2 separate regions of the Gossypium hirsutum genome follow, and region 1 is linked to region 2. The links are chromatin contacts, called in public Hi-C maps. All regions are on one chromosome and are shown on one strand. The core of a region is the stretch at or near the end of the contact, and the rest is flanking DNA. Distances in the headings are between cores, read along the strand shown.

The links. A called contact is a pair of places that touch in the nucleus more often than the background predicts.
Region 1: a contact with region 2 is called in a Hi-C map of leaf, with 2.0 times the contacts expected there. The contact joins the promoter of LOC107961955 here to the promoter of LOC107961953 in region 2. A contact is called at or near these places in 4 of 34 Hi-C or Micro-C datasets (hypocotyl and leaf).

What each region holds. Positions count from the first base shown.
Region 1 is chrA06:115,203,720-115,208,110 of Gossypium_hirsutum_v2.1, reverse strand. It overlaps LOC107961955 (probable UDP-3-O-acylglucosamine N-acyltransferase 2, mitochondrial), which reads left to right and starts at 1,489. Exons shown (of 10, transcript XM_016898144.2): 1 at 1,489-2,014; 2 at 2,130-2,340; 3 at 2,447-2,523; 4 at 2,705-2,754; 5 at 3,115-3,179; 6 at 3,284-3,335; 7 at 3,410-3,480; 8 at 3,626-3,692; 9 at 4,020-4,091; 10 at 4,233-4,391. The coding sequence starts at 1,864. The coding sequence ends at 4,301.
Region 2 is chrA06:115,009,135-115,013,260 of Gossypium_hirsutum_v2.1, reverse strand. It overlaps LOC107961953 (DExH-box ATP-dependent RNA helicase DExH9), which reads left to right and starts at 2,078. Exons shown (of 14, transcript XM_016898142.2): 1 at 2,078-2,588; 2 at 2,670-2,870; 3 at 2,960-3,178; 4 at 4,003-4,126. The coding sequence starts at 2,316.

The sequences.
Region 1 (4,391 bases), core at 240-2,739, 200 kb before region 2:
TTCATCTCGCAATCTGTGTGGCCTTAGGAGATTCTTTTGCTTCAAATGCGCCTAAGTCAGCCTTAACTCTTGCAAAATGAAGATTCTCGCAGAATTCCTCTAAGGCACCATAGTGTAGCGGAAGTAATCTCAAACACAAAAGAAGCTCAAAAGAGCATAATAGCCACAAAAAAAAAGCAATACACACAAGGTATTTGAATAAATGCTCTCAATATATTCTTTAACGCAAAAAATAGAATACAATGCATAAAATAGATGATTACAAATGAGGAGGAGACTTTCTATTTATAGTTGAGCTCCCCAAAATCGACAGTATAGATTGAGTTACATTGACGGACGAGATCGAAGTCTATCTACAATTAAAGGATTTACACAGTCTTCAAAATTACAAAATCAAATCTTCTAAAATTACTTTCCCTATTTACCAATGTAGCCCTAATTTTTCATAATTGCTTCGTTGGGTCACCAAGACTTTATGTGAATGGGCTTCGTCACTTGTTAAATGAACCCGATTTAATATGTAGATCTCCATGGGACACTTTTGTTGCAAAGCCTATGACTTGTGACACTAGCATATGGTTTAGCAATAGTGATTCGAAAAAAAAAATGGAATTTTGGACGTTGAACTCAATTTTTATTTACAACAGTTGGATTCATTTGTTTTTGGTAAGCTTAAAAATTGTAAGTATATATGGAAGTTGAGTTAATTAGACGAGTGTTTAATGGCTGCTTGTGGTCACAAAATCTAGATATGGTTTGACGTTAAAACTAAGGAAAATCAGAGCTAAACTCCCATTGTATTGAAGCTGGAAGGAAATTCAGTAGTTTAGACAACTCAAGACTAATCAATTACTCCCTAATTTATCCCTTTTCATTTCGTTTTAGTTAAATGTCATTCATAACGACTGAGTTAATTAATGGTTGGTGAACTCTACAGCTCAATAATTTAATATTTCCGTTGAACCCAATTTTGGATTTGAGTTCCCATTGTTATAATCTTTCCTTGTTTAATATAGTGTTTAAAAATATTAAATTATGATTTAATTTTTTAAAAAATAAAAATATATAAACATCAAAATATACAATTTAATTTTAAGTTTTGAAAAATTCTTACTGCATCTGTGAATATTATAAAAGTGTCAATTGGTCAAAAACTTAGCTTTCATTTCTTGCAAAAAGGTATCTATCCAAGGCTATTTAATTGAATAAACTAATAAATACAAGCACCAGCAGTTGGTTTTACTTTTATCCAAGCTAAATAATGATAATGTATTCATGAAGTCAAATACTAGGTGATGGATCACGTTCCTTGCAATGGTATCAAAATTCACAATAAATAGATCAACTAAATTTAGGCTTAAATGTGGCATGAATTTCACAATAAATAAATAAATTAAATTTAAGATTAATATGAATTTGGAATTTTTTTTATATTAGGGCCTAAATTTCTTTTATATAAATTAGACTTTAAATTTAGTAATTGTTCTCACACTAGGCTTAAACTAAACACCAGTTCCAACATTGAGACTTAAATTTTTTTATCCAAATTAGTTCTTGAATTTAACAATTGTTTCCATATTAAATCTTTAACTTTAAGATTTAAAGGATTAATTTAGATAAAAAAATTCAGGTCTTAATATGAAAAAAAAATTACCAAATTCAAGTTTCAAAAAGATATTTAACCCTAAAATTTATGTTTTGATACGTTAATCTAAATTTGTGCCCAAACATGGATTAAGGCCCATCTCATTCATGCTTTTGCCCAAACCTTAAACCCAACGAAAAAGAATCTTTACCATTTTCATCTCTTTCTCCAACTCTTCAGTGAACCGTCACAGTAACTGAAACGATCCCATTGTCGTTATGGCAGTTACTCTGAAAAGATTATCCTCAATTCCTCCTTTCATTTTCAGGAACTTTCCTCTTTCTACTCCTTCACGTTTTGGCTCTCTCTATAATTTCTTTGAGTCCTCAACTAACCGAACAGCATTGCCAAATAGCGTGGTCAACTCCGGTCAGTTTCTATAGCATCTCAGCTGTTTGCTAAAATGTCTCAATGGATATGTATTGCTTAAATACTTACCGGTTACCTTTGCTCTTTCTTCATATTCTTTTTTCTGTCAAGACAGAAACTGGAGCTGACGTTGATGATGGCCAGGAGTTTTTAAAATGGAAAAATGGTGGTGGCCATTTTCATCAGTCAGCTTGTATTGATCCAACTGTGGTTATCGAGATTGGTGCGATAGTTTATCCGAAATCCGTTTTGGGTGCAAATGTTCATGTTGGTTCAGGGACTGCTATTGGCCCTTGTGTTAAAATCGGCCAGTTTACAAAGATTGGGTAAATCTTTCAATATGACATCCCATGTTGTGAACTTTGATGTTTTGCTTTAATTTTGTGTTTATGGCCTCTTTGTTTCCTGATTGATTTATTAAACTTTGTTCAGGTATAATGCTGCACTTAGTAACTGCAGTGTAGGTGATTCATGTGTAATCCATAATGGAGTTTGCATCGGTCAAGATGGTAAGTCAGCTTCTTCTCAGCTTGAAAGTTATAAAAGACATCGGATTTATTCATTTGGTAGTTAATCCGTTATCAAAATGTCTACATATATCTCCTTTACTTCCTTACCTGTGTTATTGGACTATTGAAGTGTAATTTTGTACTGAAGTTGAATTTTTTTATCTAATTTTATTTATTGCAGGATTTGGATTTTTTGTCGATGAGGATGGCAACATGGTCAAGAAGCCTCAAGTTGGTGTTTATTGGATTTTAAGAATTACAACATTCACAACTAGAAAAATATCCTACCATGATCATATTTCTTAACAGCTAATTGGCCATAACTTGAAATATTTATATACAATCTATTAACCGATAGAATAGTTGAAATTGTCTCTTATGCTACATAGGAACTTCTTTAAAACTTGCTTGTGTTTCGAGCACTACGAGGCATAACTTAGGAATTGTTTTATGATTAACATTTCAATTATCATTGAATTTATTCTTGTTGATTTAGAAAAGAAAAAAGGTAAAGAATTGCTGCTTGGGTATTTCAGATTTGTTGAACAAGTAAATTCATTTATTGTTTTTTTCTGTGTTGTTCTTCCTCAGATGTTAAATGTTAGGATAGGGAACCACGTGGATATTGGAGCTAATACATGCATTGATCGGGGCAGGCTAGTTATCTATTAACTCTGAATGTTTTCCATTTCTAACTTGTTTCTGCATTCCTGAGCAGACCAATGTTGAATGAAAGTATATCACCTACTTGGTTGTGCAGTTGGAGAGACACAGTAATAGGAGCTCATACAAAGATAGATAACTTAGTTCAGGTGGTGTTTTCTGTCTGACCTTGTTGATAGCCATACTCTATGTTAATGCCCTTACCCAAATGCTGGCCATGCAGATTGGACATAATGTAGTTATTGGGAAAAGTTGCATGCTTTGTGGACAGGTCGGCATAGCTGGTTCAGTGATGTATGTTATTAGTATCCTTTAGTTCTTTTCTCCAGTTTTCCCTTCGAGTTTCTTATGTCTCTGAGTGTGCTCAAGTATGTGAACTTGATAAAATTTTCAAAATTTCTGGGAGTTGTGATCATATTTGGTTTCTGTCCTGCCACAGAATAGGAGACTATGTAGTCCTTGGGGGAAGAGTAGCAGTGCGTGATCATGTCTCTATCATATCAAAGGTATTTACTTGATATTGAGAACAAAAAGTTAATTCTTGTTTTGAGTTGTTGAGGGTCCTTTAAAATTTTATATAGTGACACAATTAAGAGATCAATATGACAATCAATTTTCATGTTAGAAATTTAACATCATATTAGCAAATGCCTGGCAAGAAAAAGGACCTATTGCTAAACTTTTCAGATTGTATACTTGCTCAAAGCTGTCTTGCTTACTGTATGTTTTTCCTTTGTCATTGATTTGATTATATCCCATTGAAATAGCAAAGGGAGTTAAAGGTTTAAATGCTTCCATGAAGGGTATGTTTCTAAATGAAGTTAGTCATGCAGGTGCGACTAGCTGCTAATAGCAGTGTCACTAAGGACATCAGAGAGCCTGGGGACTATGGTGGCTTCCCTGCTGTAAGGATACATTTACATTTTCAATAACTTTGATCTGTTATCAATGTAGAACTATCGAGTAAAAACTCATCTGCCAAATTCTTTTTCTTGCAAAGCTGACACAAAAAGGGACCTAAACATATTTGAGTTACTGCTTTGCAGGTTCCTATTCATGTTTGGCGAAGACAAATTGCTATTCAATGCCGGAGTTCAAAAAAAGGGAAATCCTAAGGTTTATTAAAAGCTTAGGTCATAGAATTACATATGATACTTGTCTTTCTAGTAGTACTTACTACGTTTACTTTTTTGAAATTAATTTGG
Region 2 (4,126 bases), core at 829-3,328:
TGATTGTTTTGGCATGTTTTAAGTATGTTTAATTGTATTTTGAATAGGTTAAATTATTGGTATTTGAATTGCTTAAGGCCCAAGTAAGCTTGAAATGGTAAACTTGTTGTTTAAGGTACATATTAGGTCCACACAGCCAGAGACAGGGGTGTGTGAATCGACTGTGTGAGACACACGGCTTAGCGACACGGCTGTGTGTCACCTTTTGAATGCTTAAGGTGCAAGTCAGTTAGTTACATGGCCCAGCACACGGCCTGGCACATGGGCGTGTAAAGCTATTTCGAAAGTTACACAACCTGACACACAAGCGTGTGACACAGCCGTGTGACCCTACTCAGTGAGTTACACGGGTGAGGACACGGGCTGGGACACGACCGTATGTCTCTAGTTTAAAGGTTACACAGCCTGAGACACAGACGTGTGTCTCAGCCGTGTGGGCACATGGCCGTGTGAACTCTGTTTTCAATTTTTGTGAATTTTTCCAAAGCTTTCCAAATGATTTCAAGTTGGTCTCGATTTGTTTCTAAAGTATTTTTAAGGCCCCGAGGGCTAGATTTATAGACAATATGTGTATGTAAGAATGGTTTAAGTTATGTTTATGATTTTTGAATGAAATTAATTATGAATGTTCTAATTGTATAGTAATGCTTGTAACCTTAATCTGTAACAGAAAGGGGTTAGGGGTGTTATAGTTTACGAAAATGAGGTTCTAAAATTGTGTTTTTCAACACCAGTAAAACTCGAGTCGTTACATATACCTTTAACCCAGCTTGGGCATGTGGTAATAAAGAAGTGACCAGAAGCCACCCATCTATAAATACCCCAAGGCACAACATAGAAAAGGGGTACTCTTTTCTTCATTCTAAAACCCCCTATCATAATAAGCCCTCACCCCCTTTTTTATTCTACTACTTTCTAGCTCTACACCTTGTAAAGGTGAATCGACCTCCTCACCACCCCTACCTTCTCCACCCTTATTGATATTTTGTATCAACACAATTTAAGAAACAAATAGACTCCATTATTTCTCTCTCTTGTAAAACCCTAACTCTCCATTTTTCTTAATCTTTTCCATTCTCTTCAAAACCCTTTTTGCTATCTTTTATGAATATATTATTCTTCTAGTACACTAAAAAAACTAATCTTTACATAGTAATGTTACAAAAATTAATGTGTAATTTTTTTAATATGATTAGATATTTTTAGAATAAACTACATCGCAAGTTACTCTAAAACAACGTCGTTCTTATTTTGGTCACTCTAATTTTTCTTATCAATTTGGTCACTCTAATTACGATAATTGCTCAAATTGGTCACTGTCGTTAAAAATTCTTTTAATCCACTAATGAATTGATAATGTTGCATTTGTTTTTATTTTTGACTAAAATTAGAGACATTTCAATAATTAGTCCAAAACAATATTTTTTTGGGTTTATTTGCTTCCGTTCTCCATGCCTAACTTTTTATATAGGAGAGCTTTAAAACTTTTGGGGAAGATTTTGATAATCTTTTGGAGTTCTATATGAATCTAAATTGGTCACCACCATCATCATTATCGAAATTCAAAAAAGAAAAAGTGAGAGAAGGTTATAATCTTTGACGAAAATGATTGTTATCGGAATTGAAAATTGGTAACAAAAAGGAGAAACTTGAAGAAGAAGAGCTTAAAAAGGTGATATAGAAAGTTATAAATTTAAACTAAAGCGACCTTCGTTGTCACTGAAACTCGAAAAAGAGCTTGTTAAACCATAAAAAGAAGAGCCTAATAAGGTAACAAAAAGGTATAAACTTAAACAAAATCAACCACTGTCTTAATGGGAACCCGAAAGAGAGATCGGTAAACTCGAAAATGAGCTTGAAAATGTGATACAAAGCTATTATGTTCTATCGAAAAATCTATCAAGAGTTCACAAAGCTGGGATTAATGAAGTTGAGAAATAAGTGTTGAATTTTAGTTGTTTTTGAAAAAGTTCATAGAGATTCCTAACTTTAGTAAAAAAAAAAGAAGAAAATACCACGTTAAACAATCCATTACCGAAATAAGGAAATTTAAAAAAAATTATACAACCCTATTGCCATATAATATAAGCTATTGTTTATTAAGTTGGGATGTTTAAAATGTGAAACATAGCTCGGATGTGTTTTTCGATTGCCTAAATTATTGTGTAATTTAAAAGACTTACTCGCTCGGTCTTTTCTTTCTCTTTTTATTCGTGTTTGAGTTTGTTTGGTTTTCCCCTAAGTTGCCGCCGCTGCCGCAGGATAGAATCTTCTCTTTCCCTCTCTTCCTAAGAAGTCCTGAAGAAGATAAGTAAATGGAATCCTTGAAGAGGAAGTCAGATGAGGGTATATCCTCTGAGTCTCCTCCGCCGCCGCAGAAGAAGAAACATCTCGGTGAAGACGTCTCACCGTTGGCGGAGGAAGCCGTCGGATGTGTCCATGATGTTTCATATCCTGAAGGTTATGTTCCTTCTGCTTCCTCTTTACAATTTCCAGCTGACTCTAAACCTGCCAAGGAGTTTCCTTTCACGCTTGATCCCTTTCAGTCTGAAGCTATTAACTGCCTCAATCGTGGCGAATCTGTCCTTGTAAGACATTCTTTTGTTTTTCTTGTTCTTTTCTGACACAACAAAGAAAGTAGAGAAAGTGAAATGCTAGTTTCAATACAGGTATCGGCACATACATCAGCAGGCAAAACTGTAGTAGCTTTATATGCTATTGCTATGTCTTTGCGGAATAATCAGCGTGTTATATATACTTCACCTATTAAGGCTCTCAGCAATCAGAAGTATAGGGAGTTTAAAGAGGAGTTTTCCGATGTCGGTTTGATGACTGGAGATGTTACAATTGACCCTAATGCTTCTTGTTTGGTTGGTACTTTACTTGCTATCCGTCTCATATTACGTTTTCTCCTTTAGTATTTGATTTTTTCATATGTTCCCAACTGTTTGATTTTCAGGTGATGACCACGGAAATCTGGCGAAGTATGCAGTATAAAGGGTCCGAGATTGTTCGTGAGGTGGCATGGGTTGTTTTTGATGAAGTGCATTACATGCGTGATCGCGAGAGAGGTGTTGTCTGGGAAGAGAGTATTGTTATGGCACCGAAGAACTCTCGATTTGTATTTCTTTCAGCAACTGTACCTAATGCGAAGGAATTTGCTGATTGGGTGGCCAAGGTGGTTAATGTTTGCTTTAATTTATTCACCAACTTTCAACTTGAATATAATTAATCAATGCTCTTTAGCCAGCTTATCTTTTTTGAATAGCAGCAAACTTATTTTCATTTCTCTTAGTAGGGTATATTTGTAAAATGTACAAGCTTGGTGTTTTGTTTATCTTTTTCCCTCCATAAATAGAAAGTAGGAAAGTTTTCTTTGAGGAACTATGAGGAGAACAGTAAAAAATAAACTACATAAAACAACCCAGCACAAATCTGAAATTCTTGATTTTAAATCTTATTATTAAAACATTATTTTAAAAAAAATTATTATAGTTAACATGATTGATGTTAGTTGCCTGTGACATATTTAGTCTTTCCATTGGTCAACCTTGATTCTACTATTTTGATCTTTGAGTTGGTAAGGTCCTGCCAGCATAGACACTATAGACTGGTTTGTTTGCTTTAGTCTTTTAAGAGCGGTTTTAAGCTTGTTTATGGGTGATATGTTTTTTCTCAACCCTGCTTTTTTGTAACTTTTAGTAAAGATTTAAGAAAATATATCAGAAGCATATTAACTTTGTGTTTTCATTTCCTTTGAAACATTCCTGTGTGAAATACTAGTCCTAACCCTAATGATCCCTGCTTTTGATTTTTGTGAATGGATTTTGTATCTAGAAAGTGATTATGAATCTTGAGGACATTATAAACTTCTTTGTTTTTGAGTAGGATGCTTTTGGGATCAAGCACATAGATTTCATCACTAGGTGGTTCTATAGATCATTAACTTTATAGCTTGTTTAATTGTTTAAATATGTCTGCTTATTGATTCTGTGGTTGCAGGTCCACAAACAACCATGCCACATAGTTTACACCGATTATAGGCCAACCCCTCTTCAGCATTATATTTTCCCTGCTGGAGGTGATGGTCTGTTTTTGGTGGTAGATGAGAAAGGAAAATTTCGGG